Regions from separate parts of the Hordeum vulgare genome. Here region 2 is linked to region 1. The links are chromatin contacts, called in public Hi-C maps. All regions are on one chromosome and are shown on one strand. Each heading gives the region's core, a stretch centred on a gene start, on an enhancer-like site or on the middle of the called end of the contact. The rest is flanking DNA. Distances are from core to core; before and after follow the strand shown. Region 1 has its middle 17 kb from the start of LOC123398449. Region 2 holds the start of LOC123397945 (probable WRKY transcription factor 54).

Region 1 (7,881 bases), core at 4,511-7,010:
TGGATGGCAGATATCCGTTGCCGCCATGTTGAAGTCCCCCCAAGATTCGTTGCTAACAAGGTTACGCAGTAGCCTCACCGAACTAGGATGCATGGTTCTCCATCGAGCATGACCTATGCCACCGGTCAAGCTTCGCGGGCGCGCCTCATGCATGCGCTCCATCACCTTCAACGTAGGTGAAGAAGGAATATCAGGAGGAGGAGGACGTCTACATTGTGGCCCTCGAGGAGCCTATAAGGAGGGCCTACGATGAGATGAACAGGTGGCATGGCCGTATGCATACATTGGTTGGGTCAGTGACCAGAGTGGAGGCCAAAGCGCTCCCACAGCCACCAAGTACCGCACGCGCCCGAGGAACCGCTACTAGGGCAGCCATGTTCATGGACGACCATGGTGTTGATGTACGTGTCATTCTAGACTGTTTGGAGGCCGAAATCACTGTTCTAACCTTTCTGGTCAACATCTTCACAATTTGAACCCTAGAAGGAAGTATTTCACGATCTAACCTTGTTGGAAACGCCGAAGGCCGTCGCGTTTCTGAACAACACAGAAACACTAAGATAGCTCGTGTTTCTGCCTTGGCCCATTGCCAGGCCGAGCACGCATTGCTCGCTGACATGGCAGGTTAGAAACGCCAACCTATGCTGCGTTTCTGGAAATGCCACAACTTGGCGTCGCCATGTTTCTTGGAAACGCCAGTAGAGTTGGCGTTTTAGCCCACATGGAAACGCTAAAGGATTCTATGTCGTTTCTTTAAGACAGAGGCTACGAGAGTCATGCGGCAGGAACGTTTCCCCGTGTCTACAAACGCCACCAACTGTGGCGTTTTGGGCCTATATTCAAACGCCATGGACATTGGCATTGCCGGCCAACAATGGCACTCACGAAAATGCCAAGTACATGGCACATATAACACATACTTTCACAACAAAATTACAAAGTGCAGCTAACATAAAAGTTAACAAGTCAAAGAGACATATTACTAACAAATCCACGAGACATAAAACATAACAAGTCACACATGCAATTCTTCCCTCTTTTGGCACGGAGACACAAAGTTAAATGACAAGTTCAGGAAACATAGAACATAACAAGTTCACACATTCATTTCCTCCCTCTTTCCGAAGGCAGATTCACCTTGTTGTTGTATCCCTCTGGAGTGTTCTTCCATAATGGACGTCGGCTGGTTCTTGAACTAGCTCGTCGTGCTTGCTCTATCGGCTGAGAAGGTTTACTTGGCTACGGAGCTTCTTCCATCTGCGAAGCCCTGAGCTCCACATAGTCCGAATCCGCTTCGTCGTTTGTCTCCTCTTCATATTCGTCAAGCTGTGCTCGACTTTTGGTAGCCCGAGCTCCGCTCGAAGATGCACGAGCGGAAGAAAGCACATCCATTCTATACTGAGAACATGCATGCACATCCGTGGATGAAGCACCATGGCAAGAAAGTAAAGCGGCTAGGGTGCGGCAACGATTCACGACCTTCTGCACAATGAAATACATTGACATGTTAATATGCAAAAATAGTTATAATGAAAGAAATAACAAGTTCATATTAAGTAGGCCTCTTACCTGCAGGGTAATCCTAACAAGCCCGTTCGTTTCGGGACCGGGGCACGGCCAAGCACCACATTACTATCATTGATACATCTCGATAGCTCCGTACCCTATGGCACACCATTTATGAAGAAATTACACATGTTCATATTTCAAAAGAGAGACACAAGATAGACATACTACCCGGTAAAGCAGAGGGCCATAATCTAAGTATGCTCCAATGGTATCCCTAATAGAGTTGTTGAACGCACCATGAGCAGCCTCACTTGGCATTAGGTCCAAGAAATCGGCACGAATCCACGCACCCTTGTGGATAACTCTCTACTCTTTGCGATGCCATTCTAAATGTCTTAAATATGCCCCCTCGTCATTGTCGGGTGTGTGATCATTTTCCACTCGAGCATTCCTCTCAGCATTCCACATGTCCACCCACATAAGGTGGTGATCCTCCCAATTCGTGGCATTCTTGTTGTTTTGTCGGCTCATCCTACAAAGCATGAGAAGAATACATCAGTTTTATTTTTTCGTGTTACACTTTGATCAACATGTGTTATAAAAAACTCTCACCTATGTAGCCGCACACTTGTCTCAACATAGTCCAGCGGGGTGTGTTGTTGTACTCTGAATTCTTTTGAAACACGATGTGGAAGATGCCACCCGACTACGAAAAATCATATCAAGGGGCACCGCACACGCCAAAGATGTTGGTCACGAAAGCACATATATCTCAAAGGGAACTGTCTAAGTACCATGTACAAGCTCCAATTGACCTACATCAGAACATGGTACTCGCTCAAGCACAAAAAAACAGGAATAATGGCAAAGCATTTGGATAATTACCTGATTATAACTCAGCATGTCAAGCTCGCTTATGTATGCCTTGCATCGCCCCATGGCGGCGGTAATTGACACCTGGACATTAGCCCATGTGTGTGCGATAGTGGGATACCGCTCCTCGTCCCCGTCAAAAGGCCACTCCCAAGGTTCTTCCGGAGCGACGGTGATGTTACGACCTACAGGGATACGCTCCCACATCCAAATTTGTAGGGCCCAAACGATACCACCAAGACTAGATGTCGGCTTACTCCTCATACATGCTTTGTACAACTACATATTTGTACACGCGTTATATGATCATATTCAAACATATACTTCATAAAATGAAAATGCATTGTAATAAGCATTACCTGCCGGTACAAGAAGGCTAGTGCCGCCAACTCCCAACTCCACTTAACATCCCAGTTACGGAGACGGTCCAAGAACATCCATAAAGCTGTGTCCCCCATGCCATCCTGAAACACGACTTGGGTCATGAGATTCCATAAGTAAGCCCTGGCGTACCTCTCCATAATAGCCGGACTGGCATCCTCTAGGCACTCATAAATTTTGTGCCGTAGCCACAAGTACAACACACCAGATAGCCTGAGATCCTTCTTCGTTTCATGAATCCACGGTGGTGGTTTAACACCAACCAATCCTGCAACCCATTGTTGCCACCCCTCAGACTTTACCTTCCAGGTAAGAGCCCTTCCCTCGATAGATAGCCCGGAGATCATCGCAATATCCTCCAAAGTGATGGTCATCTCACCAAGAGCAAGGTGGGAAGAGTGTGTCTCCGGCCTCCAATGGTCCATAAGGGCGGTAATGGTCACCGAGTTCATCCATGGTGGCGTGCCTTTAAAGTTGAGCACAAACTGAAGAAAATTCATTCTTCTAAAATAAGGCGCGTAACGGCGGTCATACATGAGAGATTCATGCGGGTTGTGGCCCCTCAACCGAAGAACTGGTGGAACCTAAAAAATAAAAATAAAATTTTATTACTTCTCTCAACTTGTCACAATATGGAAAGCAAACAGTTTAATAAATAACTACCTTCCCTCTTTCCACTAGCACAACACGATGCTTCTTCTCGTAATAATCATCAAGGTCGGGATATTTATCCGTCTCGAACATCCTACATAATAAGTTCAGGAATTTACATAACAAATTTGGCAACAAACAAATGACAAACAAATCATAAATAACGTCAGGATTCAACATAATACATTTGTAAAGATTCACCATGTTTCACCATGAAGAATATTATTAGGTTTAACATAATAAGTTTAGCAAAAAACAAATCACAAACAACCAATCTTAAGGTTTCACCATGTTTCAAAAACTGCATCTACAACAAGCAATCTTGATTGAAAAACATGGAGGAACGGGAGGAGAATACCTCAAGCAAATTTGGGACAGTCCGATCTACTCTTTCTGATGGAAAAAATGGAGGATTAGGGATGGATTTGGTGGAGGAGGAAAGAGGGGTAGAGAGCAGTTCATCGGTGTCGACTGAGGAATAAGATGGGGCTAGGCACCCGCGGCCCGTGTGGATGACTTAATCCAGGTCAGAAACGCCAAAGGCCATGGCGTTTCGAGCAACACAACATAGGTTGGCATTTCTAGCCTGCCACGTCAGCGCGCAACACGTGATCGGCCTGGCAGTGGGCCAATGAAGAAACACAACACCTCGGCATTTCTACCTTTGGCCGAAACGCGAGCTATCTCGGTGTTTCTGTGTTGTTCAGACACGACATGGCCTTCGGCGTTTCTAAAAAGGTCAGATCGTGAAATACTTCCATCTAGGGTTTAGATTGTGAAGATGTTGACCCGAAAGGTTAGAACGGTGATTTCAGCCTTGTGTGGATGGGCACGACCGACGAAAAGGATGCACGATACTATTTGGACAAAGCGACAAGAGTGGGAGGAAGAGCGGGAGGCAGCTAAGTGCACATTCGAGGCCGAGCGACGACGCACGAGTATGCAGTCCACAGGCTAAACAACAACCGGTCTAGCAGGCAGCAGAGCCGGATGCGCCACATCAAGCAGCAACCTTGGCAGCCATCCAACATGTGACACGCATATCACGTGCACCGGTGTAATTGGTGCTACCCATGCACTAGTCCCCCGTTGCACATACAAATGTTCGAAAAAATCCGGAAAACATTTAGTGCATTGAAATAACATCAATGTATGTTGTCATAAAAACTCAAATTAAAATTTGAAACATTGTTCGAGATATAAAAATGACAAATTTGACACTAAATAGTACATAACACAAGTTGGGCTTCACTTTTGACCCATTAACACATTGATGTGAAATCTATCATTTTTGTATCTTGAGCAATGTTTTTAATTTGAATTTGAATTTTTGTAACAACATACATTGATATTGTATCAGTGCACTAATTTATTTTTAGATGTTTTTAAACATTATTGAATGTGCAACGAGGTTCGATGCACCGGTAACACCAATTATGCTCGTGCACGAGATACGTTCGTTGACCTGACCAAAAGGGACGTCATTGTCGTCGCTGCCTAGATCCATCGACCGTTTTATTTTAATGTGTTTCAGTTTTATTTAATATAAGATGTAGACTTTCACCGGCCATTTATATTTTTTAATTCCAGTATGCGCCCATAATCTAAAATGTGGGCATTTTCTATTTCGCGCCACACGCGTGAGTTAAGGTGCATTTTTGTTAACCGGTGTCTATGTCGTTTGTAAATGGGCCGGCCAATTTAGGCGTCGGTTGAAGATTGTTTTTTTGAAAATTCTATGAACTTTTAAAAAATTTAATGAACTTTTAAAAAATTTCAATGAATATTTTCTAAGTTTTATGAACTTTTCTTTGAAAACCGATGAATATTTTCTAAAATATAAAATTCTATGAACTTTGTTGTATATCGATGAACTTTTCTGAAATTTGATGAACATATTTTTTAAATGGATGATTTTTTATCAAAATTGATGAATTTTTTTTTGAGTCTAATAAACTTCTTTTAAAAATACATCAAGTTTTTTTAATTTATATGAAGTTTTTTTCAAATTTAATGAACTTTTTAAAAGTTTAATGAACTATTTCCAAATTGGATGAACTTTTTTCTCAATTTCAATGAACGTTTTTTCAAATTGATGGACTTTTTTCAAAACTGATGAACCTTGTTTACAGATATGAACTTCTATTTTTCAAATGTATGAACCTTTTTCTGTAAATCCATAAAACTTTTCTTATTTTATATCTTTATTTTCGAAACAAATAGTAAATCTGGGCTTTTTTTTCTAGTGAAAAAAAGAAAAAGAAAACTGGAAAGCACGCTAATGGGCCGGCCCATGCAGCGATGTTGCAGTTGCCGGATCGTTAATGGGCGCCTCTAGCGTTGAATAGGAGCACCCTGAAATGAGTCATTCCGGGTTGGAGCACCCATGGGCTATCAGACAAAAATAGACATCAACGTCCGCCTAGGAATCCAAACAAATAAAAAATGAATAAAAAGATCTTTGTTTTGTGTCAGATTGGCAAGGCTTCGCACAGGGCATACTCCATCTGGGCCAACCAAGGCAAGAAAAGTGAGCGGTGTAAAAAACACAAACAAAAATTCTAAATAACCTTCCAAACAATTTTCCAAAAATATATAAAAAAATGAAAACACTAACATTTTTCTCCCGTAAAAAGGGAAACATAAACAATTTTTAACTAGTTTTGAAAGCAGGAATTCTTTTTAAGAATCCAAATAATTTTTTCAAAAGTTTGAACATATTAAAAAACATTCATCAAAAATTTTGAAAAAGGATCAATTATGAATATTGCCAACAATTTTTGAACGGTGAACATTTTTTAACTCACGAAAATGGATTTTGCAAACAATTGTTGAAACATGAAATATTTTCAAAATTTGTGAACAATTATTTATAATGAGAATGTTTTTTGAAATTATGAACATTTTTTGAAAAGTACAAACATTTTTGGAAAATCCTGGACAATAAAACAATAAAACAAAATGATTTATAAAAAATTTGAAAAGAAAGGGAAGAAATAAAATAAATATTAAAAATGAGAAATTGGAACGAAATGAACGAAAATAAAATAAAAAAACGAAATAGAAACATAAGGAAAAAAGAGAAAAGGGGAAATAAGAGAAAAGAAAAAAAAAGAAAAAGGAAAAAAATTAAAACGAAAAACAGAACAAAGAAAAAAAGAAAGAATTCCTTATTTAACACCTTGCTTATTTTTTGCCCTATCTGACATCGACAAATGATTTCTTCCCTATATAACAACGAGTCTAAAATTTATGCCTTTCACAATACTTTTGTTCGTTTTAAGCCCAAGTAACACGTGAAAAGACCGTTTTACCCCTCATGTATTATGCTTGTGTGCGTGCTATTGCGCGTGTGTGTGCTCACATGTGTTAGTGTTGTTATGTGTGTGCTACTCCTTGTGCGTTGATGCATGTTTGTGCATGCACGTGCGCGTGCTGCTGCATGTGCTTCTGCGTGTGTATGTGTGTGTGTTTGTTGCGTGTATGTGTGATGTGTGTGTGTTATGTGTGTTGTTACGTGCGTGTGCATGTGTCTGTTGTGTGTGTGCGTTGTTGTGTGTACTATTGTGTATCTATGTGTTGTTGCACGGAAGCTATTGTTGTTGTGTGTATGTGCTACTTGTCCGTACTGATATTGTGTGTGTTATTGTCCAGCATATACACATATCATATGAGGGGCAAAAAGGTCTTTTTAAGTGTCACTTACATTTAAAATGGGCATAAAATTTAGAATCATTGTTAGATAGGGAAGAAAAAGTTTCCGGTGTCAAATAAAAAAATGAAATTTAATACATTGTTAATTAAGAAAACAAAATTTAAAATAATGTTAAATAAGAAAAAACTTGGTGCACAAACCTTCTACAAGTTTTTCAAAACAAAAAAACAAAGATGTTGAAATGCTTAAACGGGTCGGCTCAGATGAAACGATCGCTGGATCTCCTTTGTGAAACAACGACTATTCGACTTGGAATGCGTCGAATAGGGATTTTCAAAATTTGCGTCCGTTTGGCCGGCGCGTTAGAGTAAGCCTTATAAATAGACTGTCATTTAGCGTTTCACACGCCCGATTGTGCGAAATCACTAATTAGGAAGTACTCTTTTCAAACATCACTCCGTCTTCCGAGGTTGCGAAAGCTAAGAAAGACCGATGAAAAACCGAAACACCAAAAAATCAGAAAAAACCATTCTAAAAAGGCAAAAAAAGTGCAAAAAATAAAATAAAAAACAAATTCGGAGGAAACGTTCAGAGCACGACACGTGACGGCAGCTGAGAACGCGTCAAATAACGATGAACGGGAGTGCTCAATGGAAGGCTCCCGAAGAAGCGCTCCCTAACTAGTGGCTCCTCAATTCTGCGCTAAGGGACTCCAACCCATCTAAACTAAAGTTGCTGCCCCCAACCAAAATAATCAATCTAAACTCAGATATTACAAAGTCGTCAAACAAAATACTGATAAAAAATTCATC
Region 2 (7,296 bases), core at 1,639-4,138, 270 kb before region 1:
ATGAGGCTATTGTAATGCTAAACATAAGCAACTTTGATGCTAGATGAATTATCTCGTGTGTATACACATGAGTTGTTTGTTGAATGCACTGGAATTGCGCAAAAACACTCTAAAAGTTGCTAACTTATTTGTGATACTCGAGTGCAATTATGGTAACTATTCACAAATAGCAGGCAACTGAGCATTAACCGTAGACAATTGATTATCAGTAATAGGCAACTGAGCATCAAAATCGAGCAATTTCATAGTATTTTTTAGGCAACTGAGCATTAAAATTGAGCAATTTTCACAGTATTTATAGGCAACTGAGCATCAATTATAGGCAACTGATCATCATTTATTAATTTACATATTTAATTATGTAAAGCTTTTAGAGCTGATAGCAAAATTCTTTGCTTGTAGATAGTCATACTAAGGGGAAAAAGAAGTTGTTTGCCTATAGCACTAAAGTTGCCTCATCTAGCTCACAAAGTTGCTCAAAACAAAGTTCGTAGAAACATATTCATATGGAATCTAGTTATGAAGAGCTCGTCGTAAGAAACACAACTGTAAAAATGAATCGTCATTCTGACGCTCGGTTTAAAAATTATAACTTTTAAAAAATTTAAATTAATAAATACATGTGATTTTTCTTTTTGGTTGTCTTTAGGTGCGTCGGCTACCGCGAGCGGGCGCTGCTGTAGGCTGACCAATAAAACTTATACCATAGCAGAAATACTAAAAGAATTAGAAAAAACTAAAACTACATGCACAATTACATTATTGACCCACCCTGGCCCATAGCGCTAGGTCAGCCACTAGTTATACCAAAGAGGAGACCATGAGGATAAGGTGGTGTTTGCAGGCGTTAGTGAGATAGTAAGCTAGCAAGTGGCGCCGACAAACCCTTGTTAATGTGGTTTGTGATATAGATGCATAGGCACAAGATGTGTAACATTATATAAGTCCCTTATTACTGTATTTCACTGTATCTAAACAAAAGCAAAAAAAAAAAAACAGGAAATTCAACTTGGAGTGATTAAATAGAGAGAAAATTTGGTACACAATGGTGAACATCTACAAAGATCTAAAGATCTAGAGAGCAAACAAGTGGCAGCTGTTGAGAACAAATGGTGGTTCGTTCACGAACAAGTCGTTAATCCAACTTCCGTCCGCTGCCGCGACGTGCACCGGCGACCTGATCGGCCCGTCGAAGTCCATCTCCTGGAGCAACGCAGGAGCAACAGCGGGCGCCGGCGACGGGTTCCACCACCAGCACTCATCCTCGATAGCGAACAGACGCGAATAATCGTCGCGCGCTCTCGGCGGCGGATTGGCACCGTCTTCACTCCCGCCGCTGCTCCATGTTAGATCCGAGGAGCTTGCCGGCGACTGAGTCTCCGAACTGATAGCACTAGAGCTGCTACCGGGAACGACGTCGACGTCTGGAGCTGCTGCCGTGTCGGCGCGGACGGTGGTCTCGAGGATCACCGGCACTGCCGCCGACTCTGTCGACTTGCAGCTGTGCTCCGAGATGTACACCACCGTATACTTCGGCCGTCCATTGTCGTTGCCATCGTCGTCATTGCGCTGCACCGTCCGTTTGGCCGGGCAGCCCTGGTTCGTGCTGTTGGTGCACCGGTAGTAACTCCTGCAAATTGCCATTGATGGAAGAGCGATTTAGCTTAAGTCATTGTTATAGTCTGCAGTTAATTAACCCGAGCATGCGTAAGCATCATAGACCATACGTCGTCTTGCTGGACGTACGCATGATGACGCCATCGATATCAGATTACTATCGTCGTGTATCACGGGTACATGAAGGGGTCCCAGCTGGTGAATCACTGTCGGGAGATGGGTGCACGTATCCATACTGATAGTGAGCGGTCTGGATACGATAACGAAATGACATGTTTTAGAGCTAGTAGTACTAGTTTGGTTGATTGGCTGATTGGCTCCCTTGCACGGCTTTCCATGTTTTGAGACAAGAGAGTGTAAACATTCCATTCTTAAATCTTTAAACTGAAGGGTGACCTGTCATGGGCGAAATATTGGGTCATGAGTCGTTACAGCCTTTCATCAGTTATAAATGGTTGTGATTTTCTTTCTCTTTCAACCCTAATCCCCCCTCTCCTTCAAGTTAAAATCTTATGCCGCCGCCAACCATCTCTCGAATTGTTATCACCACCACACTAACATCAGGGGGCAGGGGCTCGCTGTAGCCCAGGGGCCAGCTTCGCCGGAGTGTGGAAGAAGAAGATGAGAAAGCGTAGTACTACGTACGGTGGGCCGGGGCTGCAAATCTAAGCAACTGAATAACATCAAATGTTGTAATAATAATAAATTATTTACCTGGGGTGCATGGCCGCTTCGATCTGCTTCTGGCCGTACTTCCTCCACTGGTAACCGTCGAAATCCGGCACCGTCGTGACGAGCGTCCTCGTCGTTGTGCCTAGCTTCTTCCTCCTGCAACGAGTAGTAGCCTTCGTCGCAGTCGCAGCACCGGCGCGTTGTCCTTGCCCCTCCTCGTGCCGTTCATCCTCCCGGGCTCTCTTGCGACCCCCGCGCCGTTTGCCTCCGCCGCACGACGCCGTTGCCTTCACCTGCGAGCTGCCGTGCTCCCAGTACAACTCAGCCGCAAGGCCAGAACACGAGGACGCGCCGCTTCGAGACGGCGACGTGGACGGGTACAGCAGCTCGTGCAGCTGCGCCACCAGCTCCCTCTCCCGGCGCTGCAGCTGCATCCCGCCGCCGTCCGCCGCTGCCCAGCCGTGCTCACCACCCGGGGCACAACCTCTGCTCCTCTGCATTTCAGTTCGGATAGCTCGGCAGTACGTGCGGCACGCAGAACGAGTGTGTGTATGGCGCTGGCTGCTCAGATCAGACAAGCTAGACGTGAAAAGAAAAGATGTTGGTTGCTCCGGTAGATTCAGACTCTGGAAGTCGCGTAGGCTCCTTTATAGAGTAGAGGATCTCTCCCTGCTCCGAACGTCAACAAAAGTCGTGGGCCCACAGACTTTACATACCCACGTGGCGGTCCTTCCGTTTTGATGGGGACGAGGAAGAGGATCCAACCCAGTGTGCGTGTGGGGACAACCCGAGCTACAATCGTGGCGGGGAGGAAGGGGGCATATGTGCATGATAGGCCTAGCTCTTCTTGTCCCATGTGTACGTGATGCACGCGCGCCTACATACACACCATATCGTTGTTTCTCAAGAAAAACACAATATTATCTTTCCGGTGTAAACATTAAGCAATTCAAGAAAACACATGTTCAGTCGATTTTCTATATGAGAAGGCGATGCGATGCGCACTTTGAGGACGAGCGAGAGCCTTGTCAAAGACAGGGTCGTCGCGAGTAAGATTGGAGGGAGTGGGGGTGAAGTGTGGGGCGGGGTTTCCTATTGAGCGCCGCTTGGAGTAGACAACGTCCGAGCTAGACACCGTAAATGGTCGTGCCATCATCGGCCAAGGGCTTCCTAGTACATCGCTTCAAGCCGTGGTGCCGCCGCATCGCGGGTAGAGAAGGGAGACTTTTCCATTTTGACCGTCACTAGGATTAGATAACGCCTGAGACTGAGAAAGCGACTCCGCGGCCAAGCTCGAGGTTGTCTACTCTCATCGGAAGTCACAGTGAAAAAACCTTTTCTTAAACGCGACAACAATGTCACCAACAAGGGTTTGGCAGGACTTCAACAGTGATGGGACCGTGTTGTCGTCGGTCGAGGAGAGGGAAGAGGAAGACGTGAACAAGATCGGGAAGGAAGAAAGAAGGCTGGAAGGAGAAAGAAGAAGTAGCAATTGCATTTTAATCTAGCGGCTGAAAATACTAACTAGCACTTTTTTTCGAGCAACTGATATATAGATGGCCCTATCATTTTATCATGCAAGTCTGGACATATAATTGGGGATGTTTGTGTAACTTGATGAGCTATACATGATCAAATATTATCGGAAATTCATAGGAGCGCACTAATGCAAGCAGCCACCAATATTTGGAGGAAACCAGTGAAATCCAAATGAAAATGGTGATTTGAAGTTTTGAAAAAATATCAAAATAATATGTGATGTTAAAGGGTGATGTTCTATTGCCAAGAATTTATTTTAATTCAAATACATTATGGGATGTGAGCTAAGAAAATAACAAAATCAGCGTTGAACTGTGTCGAAGAATAAATCCACTATTCATTGCAGAATTTCTTTTTTTTCATATATCACATCTTGTAATGTGTCTCAACTTGGAATTTTGCATGGCAATAAAAATAACTTATTGACGAAAAAGGGTTTCCCCGCTTTGTATTACAAAGCAATCGAACGGTACAACCGGCGATAGGTGCTGGGGCGGAAACATCACAAGTCACGCCCAAAAGAAATGGAAAAAGAAAATACAAAAGAAATAAATGCCTACACCGGCGGATCGACAGAAAACACAAAAGACTCGCGACCGTTGTGCCCACCAAGAGTCTTCCACCAAGCTCCATGACTCCAAAACGCCGGTACCCATCAACACCTCCAAGAAGGAATGCGACGATGACGACGCTCCTACCAAGGGTTTCCCCCGGTACGCGACGAGACGCGAGGATGGGTAGCCCCGACGCCCTCCAGGAAGGTTCGGCAACACCCAAAGGTGTCACCGCGTCAGTGTCGGCCAGGCCGACAAGGGTTTCCCCTGATCCCATCGTGCACCTCGGGCGCTCCGGATCATGCCACCAAGCCGACCTACACTCTGCACCAACACGGTCTTGAAGCCCCTGCATCGTTTCACCACAACACCATAAGGAAACACCTGCAAAGCGATGAAGAGGAGTCGGGACTAGGAGCAGCAGTACCTTCGGCACACAGGAGGGCTCAACCTCCACCGTCAACGACGATAGATGACCGGACGCAATAGCAGGAGCATAACAGGCCCGTGAACAATAGGCTCGGCCGGGACCCCCCCCCCCCCCCCCGTGAAGCTCCCGCCATCACGCTGCAATAGGTGCACCGTCAATGACGCCACCCCCCGTCCAAACTGCTCCTTCTCACCACCATGTAGAAGACACCGCAGCCACGCCGGTAGCCGACCTGCTAGGACCCAGATGAGCCCCACAGGGCCCAGATCTGGGCTGGGGGCATGCCGCCGGCCACCCCGCACCACCACGCCGCTCTGTTGCCAAACAGCAGCGCCGCCACCTCACCCGCCGACGGCCACCACCACCGGGTCACCGGACCGCATCTAGCCGAGCAACACCGCCGCCGTCCCCTGCCCCAGGAAAGGGAACCGAGAGCGCGGGGAAAGGAGGGCCCGCCGCTGCCGGCACCACCCGGGCCAGCCCCGGGGGCGCCTGCCGGCGGCGGGGGGGGGAGGGGAGCCGGAGGAGGAGGCGCCCGCTGGACAGTAGCTTGCGTGCCGCCCGGCCACCTCCCGGGGAGGCGGCGCGGGGGCGGATTCGGGAGGAGGGGGAGGGAGGAGGGGGGGATGGGGGCGGAGGAGGAGCCTGTCCGGCGGGAGGGCCGGCGGCGGAGGGAACCCTAGGTGTCGCCCCTCCACATGGGAGATGTTAATAGAAGGCACTTTCCCAAAAAAAAACTTTCAAATTTGGTTTTCATGAAGTTTTGTTTGAATGTTTGTTTTCATGTGATATTCTCTCCTATTTTGTACCATTAACTTTTGATCGTGGCACCAGGTCCGTGCATGTCATTTTTGCCAAAGTTGCACGGGGCACCCACCCCACCTCCCATATTTTTTATTTTATCTTAAAATGTGGATCTATTATATCTTTTGAACCGAAAGTTTAAATTAAGTTTTATTTGCATATTTGTATTTGCTGCAACGAGTACGTTCAAACAAGGCCAAATTTAAATACATTTTGAAACCTTTTTAAAACTCTACCAAGTTTTAGATTTAAAATTTGATAGTCATAAGTTACCAAGTTTCATTTGCTTTTACGGATCTATGGTTTAGGGCTTAGGGTTTCAGTTTTAGTCAATTGAAGTTCTTGAGTTAATTTAATATTCGTACTAGCAAGTTCAAGTAGTTGAAACTTGCTGAAGTTTTTAAAACTTGTCAAAACGTATTTAAAAGTATTTTTCTTTCAAAGCCCTCATCACAAGGAACAAGCATATGCAAATGAAATATAAATTGAAATTTTGATTCAAAAGATATAATAAATTCAAATTTACAAATCGATAAAAAACATGAGAGGTGAGATGGATTGGGCATGCACTCTCTGTCAATAGTTGTACTTCCTCCATCTTGGTTTATAAGACTTACACGTCATTCTAGATTGACAATTTAACTAGCTAAATATGTATTATATTTGATGAAAAATATAAGTTTAGAAACTACATCCGCTTAATAGTCCTACGGTATATTTTTGATGACATATAACCCATCACTACTAGGGAAAAGCCTAGCAGTAGCGCGGGTTATACTCGTATCAGTAGCACGAGAGACTTCGCTACTGCTACGGCGCTACAACTGACTTTTAGCAGTAGCACTTGGACGAGCGCTATTGCTATGCATAGCGTGTTTCACTAAGATGCGCTGCTGCTAATAGCTGCAGCGTGTTTATTATGGCCTACCTACTGCTAAAGCCCCGCTCCTGCTAGGAACCCAACCTGCGCTACTGCTATCCAAATGTATGAATAGCGTGTTTTACTAAGCAGCGCTGCTTCTAGGAACTAGTTACCTAGAAGTGCACATGGTCATAGTACCAAAACTACCAAACTAGACAACGTTATGCAGGTTCAGGAGGACCGTTTACATCATAGAGTTTCATCGATACACCTAGTAAATTCAATCCACCCATTATCGTCGGCATCATCAATCACTTCATGTTCCATCCATCCAGATCCATGAGGACGCAACCCAGCTTCGTGAACGGCGTCATATCCAATCGTTGCATGGCTATGCGAGTACGGACATCAGCTCGTGATATAGGGCAGTGGTGGAACATCCCGTTCTCCTCGACGACATCTTTCATGATGATCGCTGCAATTTCCCTCTGGCTGCGAAAGAAGTCATCTCTGAGTTTATAATCCGCTTCAGCTCCTAATGCTTCCACCCATTTGCAGATATGGTCGTCATTTTTTGCTTGTCATGCAAAGTTGCTGGCAGTCCCTTCTGAACTCTATAATGAGGTAGATGACGTAGAATCCATAGTTCTTACTATCTATTGGTTGTTGACGTAGAATTCATAGTTGTTACTACACGCGATTCTAAGCACTTCAAATCATACAAAAAGCAAGATAAAATGAAACTACACGCGATTCTAAGCAAGTTTCATGTAGGTCACGATCAAAACGGAGCTACGGTTCAAAAGATACGAGCAAAT

The links. A called contact is a pair of places that touch in the nucleus more often than the background predicts.
Region 2: a contact with region 1 is called in a Hi-C map of leaf, with 4 times the contacts expected there. The contact joins the promoter of LOC123397945 here to the enhancer-like site in region 1. A contact is called at or near these places in 3 of 6 Hi-C or Micro-C datasets (leaf and seedling).

Annotation. Positions count from the first base shown.
Region 1 is chr5H:321,927,935-321,935,815 of MorexV3_pseudomolecules_assembly, reverse strand. No RefSeq gene overlaps it. Among protein-coding and RNA genes, the nearest start is that of LOC123398449, 17 kb to the right of the region's middle. Within about 2 kb of position 5,760, at least 1 of the 3 cell types and tissues checked has open chromatin away from gene starts, as enhancers often do. A contact at or near this core is called in leaf, where this site is marked.
Region 2 is chr5H:322,198,067-322,205,362 of MorexV3_pseudomolecules_assembly, reverse strand. LOC123397945 (probable WRKY transcription factor 54) reads right to left here and starts at 2,888. Exons shown (of 2, transcript XM_045092456.1): 1 at 2,332-2,888; 2 at 1,016-1,630. The coding sequence starts at 2,789. The coding sequence ends at 1,075.